Regions from separate parts of the Mus musculus genome. Here regions 1, 2 and 3 are each linked to region 4. Evidence: chromatin contacts called from public ChIA-PET data. All regions are on one chromosome and are shown on one strand. The core of a region is the stretch at or near the end of the contact, and the rest is flanking DNA. Distances in the headings are between cores, read along the strand shown.

Region 1 (2,700 bases), core at 18-2,517, 250 kb before region 4:
AGGGGGCGCTGCGGCCACCGAGGGAGTACCCGCTAGAGGAGCCCTCTCAATTCTCCAATTGGACAAGCTAGCCAAACAAATGTGACTGTTGCAAACTGCAGAAAGAAACACAACAGATACCCACATATATGCACACACCTAGTTGTAGCCCTTAGTGACAGCCTTAAGCATACAGAATGCCTGAATTTTCTTGCCAGTTCTGAAAGTTTGGCTGTCCCCGTCTCAGGACGGCACCGGCCTTTGTAACTCCTAGAACCCAAGTGAGGATGGAGGCTCTGGCGGAGGGATGAAGTAATGACGGTTTGTACCACTAGATGCCATGTACCCGTATCACACAGTGCTCTGACAACAGGTCCATGCTTGCCAAGGACAGATGCTCGTGCAAACAGATAATCCATACAAGGTTGAGTGACCAATACAGGCAGCATCTGCATTACACCTGTGGACTATGGGCTCTGGCTACACTCTATGCTATACCCTACCTCAGAAGCCCCCAAACAAACCATCTAACGGACATCTCTTCCGTTGTACTCTACTGGCCATGTGAATGAGGCTTTTCGATTTTTTTTTTAATTGTGAAAACTATGAAAGAAAGCCAATCCACTTCAGCACATACAGCCCAAATGAGCAGTGAAAGGGTGAGCTTTGTTAGCTCAGCAGACGAAAAGACTCTGGTGAATGCGCTGGGAAATGGAGGGTGAATAGGTACAGACTACTACCCCCATGCTGAAATCTGTGGATAGTGCCTTGTGGATACAATGTCTCTTCCTTTGGGGTTCTGATGCTTGCTGTGGTCTCAGAGCCTTGGGTTCTCATTCCTCAAGGATAAGAACTAAACGTTGTGAGTCTTAGGCCCACAGCCAGAGTCTCCTGCACATATGGATACCCAGTCCCAATCCCCTGCTTACAGCCTGTGATGCTTTGCAGATGGACTTGGGTAGCAGCCCTTGTATACTCTATCCTTGAATACCATAAGCAACCTCTAGAAATCAAAGAAAAAGGAATGTCCAACACACACAGTTCCTGCCCCAAGGGTGCTTTGTACATATTATTTAACATAAAAACCCTGGGAACTGTGTAGATGGCCAAGAATGGGCAAGAAAGAGTGTAATCTTCAAAGAGAAGAGTGAGCACTCCGGACACAGAAGCAGGCGAATCTCTGAGTTCGAGGCCACGCTCGCCTGCAGGGTGGGTTTCAGGACACCCAAGGCTACACAGAGAAATCCTGTCTGAAAACGAAACCAAACTAACAGTGAGTCATGACGGGAGATGGCACCCACAAAGACCATTCAACGACAAAAGCAAGATGACTGGGATGCAGTGGTACATGAACAGGCTATGACTTCATCTCTCCTTAAAGAGACAGAAACGAGCTGGAAGGGAAACTTCACGACTCTTAACTCTGGTTGGCCTCTCCTCCTCTTTCATAGTGCTAGGACCTGATGATCTTTTTTTTGTTTTTGTTTTTGTTTTTTCGAGACAGGGTTTCTCTGTATAGCCCTGGCTGTTTTGGAACTCACTTTGTAGACCAGGCTGGCCTCGAACTCAGAAATCCGCCTGCCTCCCAAGTTCTGGGATTAAAGGTGTGTGCCACCACCGTCTGGCTAGAGTCAGAAAATCTTAATGGGTCCTTTCTCACTGACATAAAGTACCCCCCAAAGACTTGTGTATGTGCCTTCTCCCTAGGGAAAAAATGGGAGAGCCTTCGCTGCTATTCCAGATCCTGGTGGTAAGTCTACCAGGTGAGGTGTGGTATAGCATCCTCATGGGAAATGTATCTTTCCTCAAAGGCAGAGGACCCCAAGCTTTGGGACTGCCGACAGTCTTCCAGAACATTTCCACTGCAGCAAACTCCGCAAAGGCCCTTGGAGCAACAACACATGGCTTCCCTCTTTCCACGTGGACACAGTAAAGGGCAAAGCAGATGAAAGGCAAACGAAGTGGCTGAGAGAAAGCATTTGTGTTTTTGCCAGTCCCAAACATTTCTTGAGCTCCAAGAGAGTGCTCCATCAGAGTTCTCCACTGTTAACAGCAATAGGAGCGGGCAGGCATTCTGCGAGTCCACGGCAGCTGTGACAGATACCAGCCACCAGGAGCCATCATGCTACAGCTCCAAATTCAGCAGACTCACTGAGGGACCTGTCCCCGTGCCCAGAAATGAATGTCTTGGGACATGGCCACATCTGTCCATGCAGTCCTGTGTGACCAAGATTGGATGGTAGAGAACACATTGAACTGTGCCGGGCTCCTTAACTGTCTTCTGCATGGACCGAGACCTTAAGCCAGACATGAGACCTCTGTAGCTAGATTAACTTTACTTTTAGGACCAAGACATTAACAAATAACGTGAGTGCTCCCTGGTTTTTAAGGAGAAAGATGGAACCTCCCCATCTATGCGTGGAGCTGAGGCTGGGAGACTGAGAGGCGGGCATGGAGCCTAATGGAAGATAAACATACTCTCAGCTGTGGGGGGAGGGCCTTCCTTCTTCCTCACAAGCAGCTTGATGCCCTCCTGAGGTCTCTCATGGGAAGTGGAAATGAGGTTTCTTCCATCCCACTGCGTGTGTTTTCTGTCACTGGGCTCAATGCCCATGGCCTTCACAAGGAATTAATGCTACAGGGGGAAGATTTTTCCAACCATGAGATACGAAAGCCCTTTTGTAAGCAGCTAGTTTCCACATTTCCTCCAAGCTCAGGGTC
Region 2 (2,700 bases), core at 71-2,570, 150 kb before region 4:
AACCCTGCCACCACGTGTGCGGCCCTTTATTCAAGGGTTCCTGGCCACGCGCTCTCCTTTTCCAGACGCACGCGCACCCACACACCAGAGCACTAACTAACGTATACAGCTGGGTACCGAGTTTCCCTCCTGGAACAGCAACCGGTCTTCTGTATCTGACCCATTCGGTTCCTATACCTAGAATCCAAGCCTATTCTAGCCTCCGCACCACACACGTGGGGATGCGCTTCCAGCTGGTATCAGGAGCGAAGCGTGGAGGTGGGGGAGGCCACCGACTGGAAAGGGGAAAGCTGGGACTAACAAGCTTGGGTTTGGGATTCCTGGGATATGTCCAATTGGAGAGAAGCGAAGAGCCGAGCTAAAGAAGAGAGGGCTGGGGGAGGGGTCGCTCACCCAGGGTTTTGACAGCGATCTGCCTAGTGAGCGGCGGCGGCAGGTTGATGCACACCAAGTCCACATCCTGGTGCAGGAGCACCTCGTCGATGCGGCTGGTGTAGAAAGGAACGCTCATCTCCTTGGCCAGCTCCTCGGCTTCTTCCTGCGTGCGGCCCCACAGCGCCTTCACCGCGAAGCCCTCATCTTTCAGCAGCGGGATGATGACTCGGGCTGTGAGGCTGGTGCCGAACACGCCCACCCCGGGAAGCATGGCTGCTCAGGTCCGCCCGGTTCTGCTGCTGCCGGGATCTCCAGTCGAACACCGGCGCACACGCCTCTCCGGCCGGTCCCGCAGTCCCCGGCTCCTCGACCGACCTCGCTGCGCTGCGCTAGCCGCCGAGCCCCGGGCAAGGCGCCCGAGTGCGGTGGCGTGACAGCGCACCGAACCACAGACCCTGCAGGCTCCGGGAGCCTCAGCGCGGTGACTGCTGCAGTGCCCGCCACTCGGGGCTCGTGTCCTTCCCGGAGACAGCGGCAGGGACTCCGCCAGGACGCACGAGGCCCCGAAGCCCCGTGGAGCCCGGGCTCAGGCAGCGCTCCCGCCGCAGCGCCGGCCGGCTCCGTGCGCCCCGCGGAGGCCGCCCCATGGCCGGCTCATCCCGGCAGAATCTCTCTCCCGGATGGCGCTCCCGCTTCACCACCCTCTGTGGGCTGCGGATCTTCTTTTTCCCCAAGTCCTTGGTAACGAATGGAACCCAGAGGCCACCCGGAGGCCGACTAAGGATGAGGCTCGTAGTGTACCAGGCGCCGATCCCGAGCAGCAGCACCGCAGCGGCGGACACCACCCGGCGCCAGGCTCCTCATTCTGCTGCCATATTCGCTCGCTCGCAGCGCGCCTTGGGCGGCCTCGGCCCCGCTCGGGCTCGGGCTCCGGCTCCGGGATCCCGCGGGTACGAGGGCGGAGTTGGCGACTTTGACTGTCAGCGGCCGGGGTTCCTGCACCGCCCTTGCGGTAGCGCCGTGCTCCATTGGCCGCCAAGCGTCGCCCCCGCCCTTGTCTCCGCCGCCCAAGGCACTCGTTGCGCTCAGCGCCCGGCCCCTGGAACCCGCTTTGACTCCTCCCCGGCCCCGCCTGTCTCGCCTGCTGCCCCCGGGTGGCTTCCCTTTCTCTGCGCTCTCCGCCTCCGCGGCCGCCTCCTCCTCGTTGTGCTCCAAGCTCCGCCCAAGCAAGCAAATAAATCTATCAAAGCAGGGCGCGCCCTTAATAGGCTAGGACTGGGTTCCTTGGAAAAGATTGGCGGATGCTAAGACCCCGGGGAGGCCGGAGGACCCCACGAAGTGTGAGCAGCGTGGTTCACAGTCTCCTCTCCCGGATATTTTTCTGTGCTCGCCACTGCTCTAGGAAGCTGTCCAGGCACTTAACCCTGAGGTTATTGGAAACTCGTTTCATTGATGAGAAAGTGAGCTCTGAGGAGGTTAAGGGACTTGCTCAAGGTGACACACATGAACAACAGTGCCAGGATCGGAAGGCAGACACCAGCATCTCGGCGCTGAACCCCTAGAGTTCTGACTCGCAAGTGTGCCAGCTCCAATCCCAAACCAACTCCACTCCTGAGGAGGCTCCACTGGTCACCTACTCCATGCTTGTGCCCATGTGGCATGGGCGACCTCACCCAGACTCCGCAGTGGCTGTGGCACGTGTGTCTAGAGTCTGGTCTTCCTTGTTTACTTCTGGCTGCCTGCCACTCCTGGCCACTGCCCTCTGTCAGCTTCAGTTCCCTGGCACAGCGCTTCTCCTGGCCTTTAATACATCTGCAGTCAGAATGCTGGGGACCATCAGTCCGAGATGCGTGGAAAGCCCTAACTGCGGTGGTGACTGAGTGAGCGTCTGATGGCTCAAGATATCCTCGTCACTTATCACGGGGCCTAAGGAGATAGTAGGCACTTGTCTAAGTACACAAATGGATGGATATTCACCACCTGTCACATTGTGCCCTCTTCGTACTGGGAGGGAGGAGTCAATGCCAAAGGGCAAGTGGACCTGCTCTTCTAGCTCAGTGTTTCTGGAAAGGTGAGGTTACTACTGTCTATTATGTTCATCCCTGGCCTTTAGCACTCAGAGGAAGAGACACGTGTCCTGCTTCAACATAAGCGTGGAAAACATGATACATCCGAGTGTTTAAAGCAACTGTAACAACTGGCACAGAGACGGGGCTCTTGGAGAGAGCTGTACACACACACACACACACACACACACACACACAAAGGCTGATGTGGCAATGGGAGGAGGCAAAGTTGACCTCAGGACGACATTATTAAAAAGGA
Region 3 (2,700 bases), core at 149-2,648, 180 kb before region 4:
GACAGATAATTGGTAGGTAAATAGATAGATGGATGGATAGACAGATAATTGGTAGGTAAATAGATAGATAGATAGACAGACAGACAGACAGACACATAGATAGATACAGGTATCCACCATTTCCTCTGAGTGAGTATAGCCCTTCCCTCCTGTGATCACATAGGTCCCCACACTCACATGTCACCTAGAGAGCAGATACGTCCCACTCTCTGCAATTCTACCAAGTGTTCTTCATCCTCCCACATGCCACTCAGAATTTGGAGGGGATAACTGGCAGCCAGGGAGGGATAGCACACTGCCTGGTCCTTTTGTGGGCTGCAAAGGGGCAGGGCAGCTCAACAAGTGACTCAGAGGCAGCTCTTCAGATCCCAGGACCTTGGCTTTACCTCTAGCTGCCACTGACAGAAAAAGCTCTGCTTGTCCTGAAATGAAGACCCTCAACAACACGATGAATGCTTGCAGCTAAGATTTTCTGCCACCTTATTTTGTGGTTCTCACTCAAGTTCAGAATTTAGTCATCTGACACCCTCAGACCTCTGAGTATGCTCCATACACACGTGCACTCATGGCTCCCAGCTCTTGGCCTTGCACACATCTAGCAGAAGCGTGTGGCTCCTTAACAACTCTGGAAGCTTGGCAATGAGTGGATGCATGTAGAGGTGTGTGTGTGTGTGTGTGTGTGTGTGTGTGTGTGAGTATGTGTATAGGTCAGGTTTCTGACCCCACAGAATTGAGGGCACATCCCCAGTTGCTTCTCTCAGAAGTCCCTATCACTGAATCACCATAGTAATTCCAGACGCCACCCTTTGCCCTTCGAGGGTTTTGGTTTCCTGAAAGGGAAAGCCAACCCCAGGCTCAGAGAAGCTCAGAAGCGCCTAGTGAATAGAAAAGCCACCTTGTCACTGTTTTGCAGGCACCAAGGACCACAGCGAGTGTTATTTTAAAGAGGAAACCCCGCCCTAACTCACCAATACTGTGACAGTTTGACAGGGATGTCAGAGATTCGAGAAGGGGTGTCATTAAGCCATAACCATTGCAAATCCCAGGTCCCGACAGTGCCTGTCAGTTGAGCCCATCCCAGCACCTGACATCCTGACTGAACTCAAGAAACCCATTCAGAGAAGAAGCAAACAGCTCTGCCCAATTAAGCTCAGATAGCCACACACAGTGTGGGGGAACAGGAAAAGGTCAAAGGTCAAATCGTGACGTCACTTGCCCACACTACTTCTCCCCACACCCACACCCACACACACTCAAATCTGCCCCCGCCATCACCTCCTGCATTCCCAGGCAGTCACTTTGGAGGCCACAGAAAAGACGACTCAGTTCCTCACCCTCTCTCTGCAGACTTGTGACGTCAGGTTCATGTGTGGGGTTTCCCCCACCCATAAGCAAGTCACAGCTGCAGCAGCAAACACCAACTGGGTGTCTGCTCACTTCATTCCATTCTCACAGGATGAGCCCAGAATTGGTGGCAGGTCCCATAGGTTGAGGGCTGAGTTCCAGGGCTGCCTCTGCATAAAAACACACAAGTCCAGGCTATCCTGCCTCCCTCTGATCCACCTGCTTTAAACTAGGGTGCTATTAAAAATAGTAAGAATCATAACAAATAGGCTATGACATAGCTTAATAAGAGAACACACACAAAACCCTGGGCCCAATCCCCAGCACCAGTTTTTGAAACAAACAAAACAAACATATGAATGAATGAATGAATGAATGAATGATTCTTTATTCTGTCTCCCAGTGTGATAGAGCTCATGTGTACCCAGTCATTGGGGAGTACAGACAACAAGAAGAATTGCATGCTTAAGGTCAGCCTGAGTGGTATAGGGAGAGTCAGGCTCAAAATTAATTATTTAAGCCAGGATTAGTTAATTAACTAAACCAGGTTCCTGTCACCTCCCCTCTGGTTCAATTAATTTACTTGTACAGTTCACAGAACCCTGGGAAACGCATCTACTGGTTTATCAGATTTGTAAGGCTGGGTGACAAAGCACTTGGCTCATTTGAATGAGGCCCTAAGTTCAATCCCCAACACACACACACAAAGAAATGACAAAGGACACTAATCCTTTGGGCATGGGGCTTAGAGTGCCCCCATCCCTCTCTGGAAGTGCCACTCCTGCCTGATGTGTTCTGCTACCCAGAAGAATGGGGGTGGGGTGGGGGTGGACGGATTATAGACACTTCATTAAGAAGACTTGGTGATGAAAGCCACCGCCAATAAACTTGACCTTCAACCTTTCTCTCTTCCCGGAGGCAGTGGGTTGAGCTGAGAGCCTCACTTCTCTAACCCTGCCAATCTTTCCTGTGACTGTCCTCAGCCTGACATCATGCAGGGGCTGCCAGCCTTCAGCCCATTCATTAGCTTTCAAAAGCCACTCAGCACGGTGAGATCTAAGGATTTAAGGATGTGTGCCAGGAGAAGGGAAGGGAGATCAGATATCTACGATCTACTCTATTCCGGCTTCCTTCAGCAGTCATTCCAAACAGGACAGGACTTGGCTCCATCACTGCTCTAGTTTGACGACTGTTCGGATTCATGAGTGTATATTGCTGGACACAAGGCTGGGAGCTCTCTGTGCACTCAGCCTAGCTCCCGCCCAAGACAGTCCTCAGCTTAGCACTGCTCATCCCAAGCTGCGTGTCACGTGCAGGATAAAGCACAAGGCCATGATGCTACCTTGCAGCGGTTCC
Region 4 (2,745 bases), core at 37-2,536:
AATGCAGCTTCCACCCTCCTTAATGCTTTCAAAATGCAAGTAAGCAAAAGCGACCTAGAGATTCCCAACCGGATGTCAAACACCATCTGTCACAGAAATAGACAAGTTCACCTTAAAACTGATTTGGAAACACAAAAGGCCTCAGACAGCCAAAACAATCCTCAGAAAACAAAACAAAACAAAAAAAACAATGCTAGAAGTATCAATATCCCCGATTTCCTGTAGTTATACTACAGGTACTGTAACAGAAACAGTTTGGCACTAGCACAAAAGCAGCCAGGTAAATCAGTGCGATGTAAACCTATACAGCTATTGTCCTCTGACTTCTAACAGGATGCCAAAAGTTTCACTTTTTTAACTCCCAAAAATTTAAAGGAAAAAAAACCCAGCCTCTTCAACAAACAGAACCAGGAAAATTTAATGTCTACACAAAGAAAGATGAAACTATGTCTCCCCATGCACAAAATCAAGTCCAAATGGATCATGACCTTAGCTTAAGACGTGAGACTCTAGAACTGGCAGAGGCAAGGGCTGCTGGAACAGAACTCTACACACTCACTACTGTACAACGGTAAAACACTGTAGAATGAGAAGAAAATTTCATGGCAAAGGAACTCGTTAATCAAATGAAGGGAGAAGCTACAGAAGGAATGAAAATCTTTACTAGCTACAAACTAGCAGGACAGATAAATACCTGGAATACACACAGAACTTTTAAAAATTTAACAAAAACAAACAAGACAACTCAATCAAAGCATGGCTATAGAACTGATAAAATTCTTAAAAGAAGAAGAGCTCTAACCATCTGGGAAGCTCAACTACAATGAGGCTCGTCTCACCCCAGTCCAAATGGCTATTATCCAGAGAACAAATGCTAGCATGGCGACTGGGAAGGGAACACTTATTCACTACTGATGACAGTGTAAACTGGTGCAGTCACCATGGAATCACTGTGGAGCACACTCAGAAAAGCTAGAAGTACAACACAGCATAAGCCCAAAGGACGCCCAACACACCAGAGACTCCTGCACATCCATGCTTGCTGCTGTTCTGTTCACAATAGCCAGGAAACAGAATCAGCCTAAACGTCCCTCAAGAGAACAGATTTATGTAAATATATGGTAAAATACACAATAGAACTTAATGAAAACAAGAAAAATGGACGCATGTTGTCTTTCATATGCAGACTCTATCTTTTAATTTTTCTGTATGTGCATTTGTGTAGAAGCCAGGAAACCAGAAAGGGGCCCATGTGAGACATAAAAAGAAACTTCACAGGAGAGCAGGAAGGGTGGTAGAGCACAGAAGATACGAAAGTAAAAAGGAAACTCCCAGGAACGGGAGGCTGTGGGGGCTGGGGCAGGAAGCTGTAAAAAGGGGACATCAATCAAAAACCAAGTAGGTATGAATAATGGATAAGGAAACCTAATCTTTTGTGAGCTAATTAAATACAACTCTTTGAGTTTTGGTTTTGTGGAGTCTTTTGGTTTTATTTTGTTTTTGTTTTGTTTAACAGGATTTCACTATATAACCCTGGCTGGCCTAGGACTGGCTACATGGACCAGGATGGCCTTGAACTAAGTCACGAGGATCTGCCTGCCTCTGCCTTGCAAGTGCTGGGGTAAGTGTACACCACCTCATCTGGCCCTACATAGAAAAGCAGAGCTAGTGAGATGGCTCCGAGTAGGGGTTCTCGTTACATACATACATACATACATACATACATATAAATGTAATTTTTTAAAAGATAAAGATAGTTCATGGTGAAAAGGGCTCAATGATCAATTAAAAATGTAGACTGGCAAGATAGCTAAGTGGGTAAATCACCTGCTGAAACCCTGACCATCTACATTCAATCTCTAGGTCCCATGTGGTACTAGACTGAAGTCCCTCAAGTTCTCCTCTGGCCTCCATACACAGGATATGGCACAAATGCACACATGCACACTCTCACGCACACACAGACTAAATTGCAGAAATTCTATTATTTTGAAATTTTTCATATTTGATCATACACATTCCTGTCCCCCAACTCATCCCAGAACCTTCCCCGCACCCACCCAGACCATGGAGTTGTTTCTGTGTTGTGCATCTACTCCTGAGGACACAGCCTGCCTTGGAGTGCAACTTGACAGACTTAGTGTTCCCAGCAAGTATCAAGTGCACAGCTTCTCGGTCAGGAGTGGGGTGGTGTGTCCACATCTACCTCTCCATGTTAGAATCCTGTCTGGCACAAACCTCTGCAGGTCTTGGGCACACTGTCAGTCTCTGTGAGGTTGTATATGCAATAAAAATTCTTTTTCTTAACCCAGGCAAGGGAGTGCCCACAGCCCACAGCTTACAACTCACTCAGTCACAGTCTCCGGTGCTTACAGGTCTAGCCGTGGACAAAAGAAAAGAGTGCCCTGTCCAGGTTGTCTCAGGTGATGTGTTTGCCCAGTACACTTTGTATTTCTGTCTACTGCAGATGCAAAGTACACACACACACACACACACACACACACACACACACGAATCCTCTCAGGAAGCTTTGCTTCTCTCTTCAGTTGTCTTTCACTGTAATGTATAACCCTGGCATCTTAGCAAATCCACCACAACCCACACAGGCTGCTTTTTTTTTTTTTTTTTGGTTTTTCGAGTCAGGGTTTCTCTGTGTAGCCCTGGCTGTCCTCGAACTCGGAAATCTGCCTGCCTCTGAGAGTGCACCACCACGCCAGGCTCAGGCTGCTCTGGCTGGGTAAGAAA

What was found. ChIA-PET counts read pairs in DNA pulled down with a chosen protein or histone mark.
Region 1: a contact with region 4 is called in an RNA polymerase II ChIA-PET map of memory CD8 T cells, with 202 read pairs. The contact joins two enhancer-like sites. A contact is called at or near these places in 2 of 115 datasets of contacts at active chromatin or transcription factors (effector CD8 T cells and memory CD8 T cells) and 2 of 9 other capture datasets (adipose tissue and liver).
Region 2: a contact with region 4 is called in an RNA polymerase II ChIA-PET map of memory CD8 T cells, with 615 read pairs. The contact joins the promoter of Gfod1 here to the enhancer-like site in region 4. A contact is called at or near these places in 2 of 484 Hi-C or Micro-C datasets (CD8 T cells and the HPC-7 cell line), 2 of 115 datasets of contacts at active chromatin or transcription factors (effector CD8 T cells and memory CD8 T cells) and 3 of 9 other capture datasets (adipose tissue, liver and pancreatic islet).
Region 3: a contact with region 4 is called in an RNA polymerase II ChIA-PET map of memory CD8 T cells, with 823 read pairs. The contact joins two enhancer-like sites. A contact is called at or near these places in 2 of 484 Hi-C or Micro-C datasets (the G1E-ER4 cell line and Th1 cells), 3 of 115 datasets of contacts at active chromatin or transcription factors (CD8 T cells, effector CD8 T cells and memory CD8 T cells) and 3 of 9 other capture datasets (adipose tissue, liver and pancreatic islet).

What each region holds. Positions count from the first base shown.
Region 1 is chr13:43,201,299-43,203,998 of GRCm38.p6, forward strand. All of the region lies in intron 1 of Gfod1 (glucose-fructose oxidoreductase domain containing 1), which reads right to left. Among named protein-coding and RNA genes, the nearest start is that of Gm40929, 31 kb to the left of the region's middle. Within about 2 kb of position 1,268, at least 37 of the 459 cell types and tissues checked have an H3K27ac peak or open chromatin away from gene starts, as enhancers often do. A contact at or near this core is called in memory CD8 T cells, where this site is marked.
Region 2 is chr13:43,302,852-43,305,551 of GRCm38.p6, forward strand. It overlaps Gfod1 (glucose-fructose oxidoreductase domain containing 1), which reads right to left and starts at 1,321. Exons shown (of 2, transcript NM_001033399.4): 1 at 394-1,321. The coding sequence starts at 646. Gm52047 (a long non-coding RNA gene) reads left to right here and starts at 2,633. Exons shown (of 3, transcript XR_003950636.1): 1 at 2,633-2,700.
Region 3 is chr13:43,267,838-43,270,537 of GRCm38.p6, forward strand. The region is part of intron 1 of Gfod1 (glucose-fructose oxidoreductase domain containing 1); the gene reads right to left. LOC115488162 (a long non-coding RNA gene) reads right to left here. Exons shown (of 2, transcript XR_003950633.1): 1 at 1-2,700. Among named protein-coding and RNA genes, the nearest start is that of Gfod1, 35 kb to the right of the region's middle. Within about 2 kb of position 1,399, at least 106 of the 459 cell types and tissues checked have an H3K27ac peak or open chromatin away from gene starts, as enhancers often do. A contact at or near this core is called in CD8 T cells, Th1 cells, effector CD8 T cells and 1 more, where this site is marked.
Region 4 is chr13:43,452,100-43,454,844 of GRCm38.p6, forward strand. All of the region lies in intron 2 of Ranbp9 (RAN binding protein 9), which reads right to left. Among named protein-coding and RNA genes, the nearest start is that of Ranbp9, 28 kb to the right of the region's middle. Within about 2 kb of position 1,287, at least 56 of the 459 cell types and tissues checked have an H3K27ac peak or open chromatin away from gene starts, as enhancers often do. A contact at or near this core is called in CD8 T cells, the HPC-7 cell line, Th1 cells and 3 more, where this site is marked.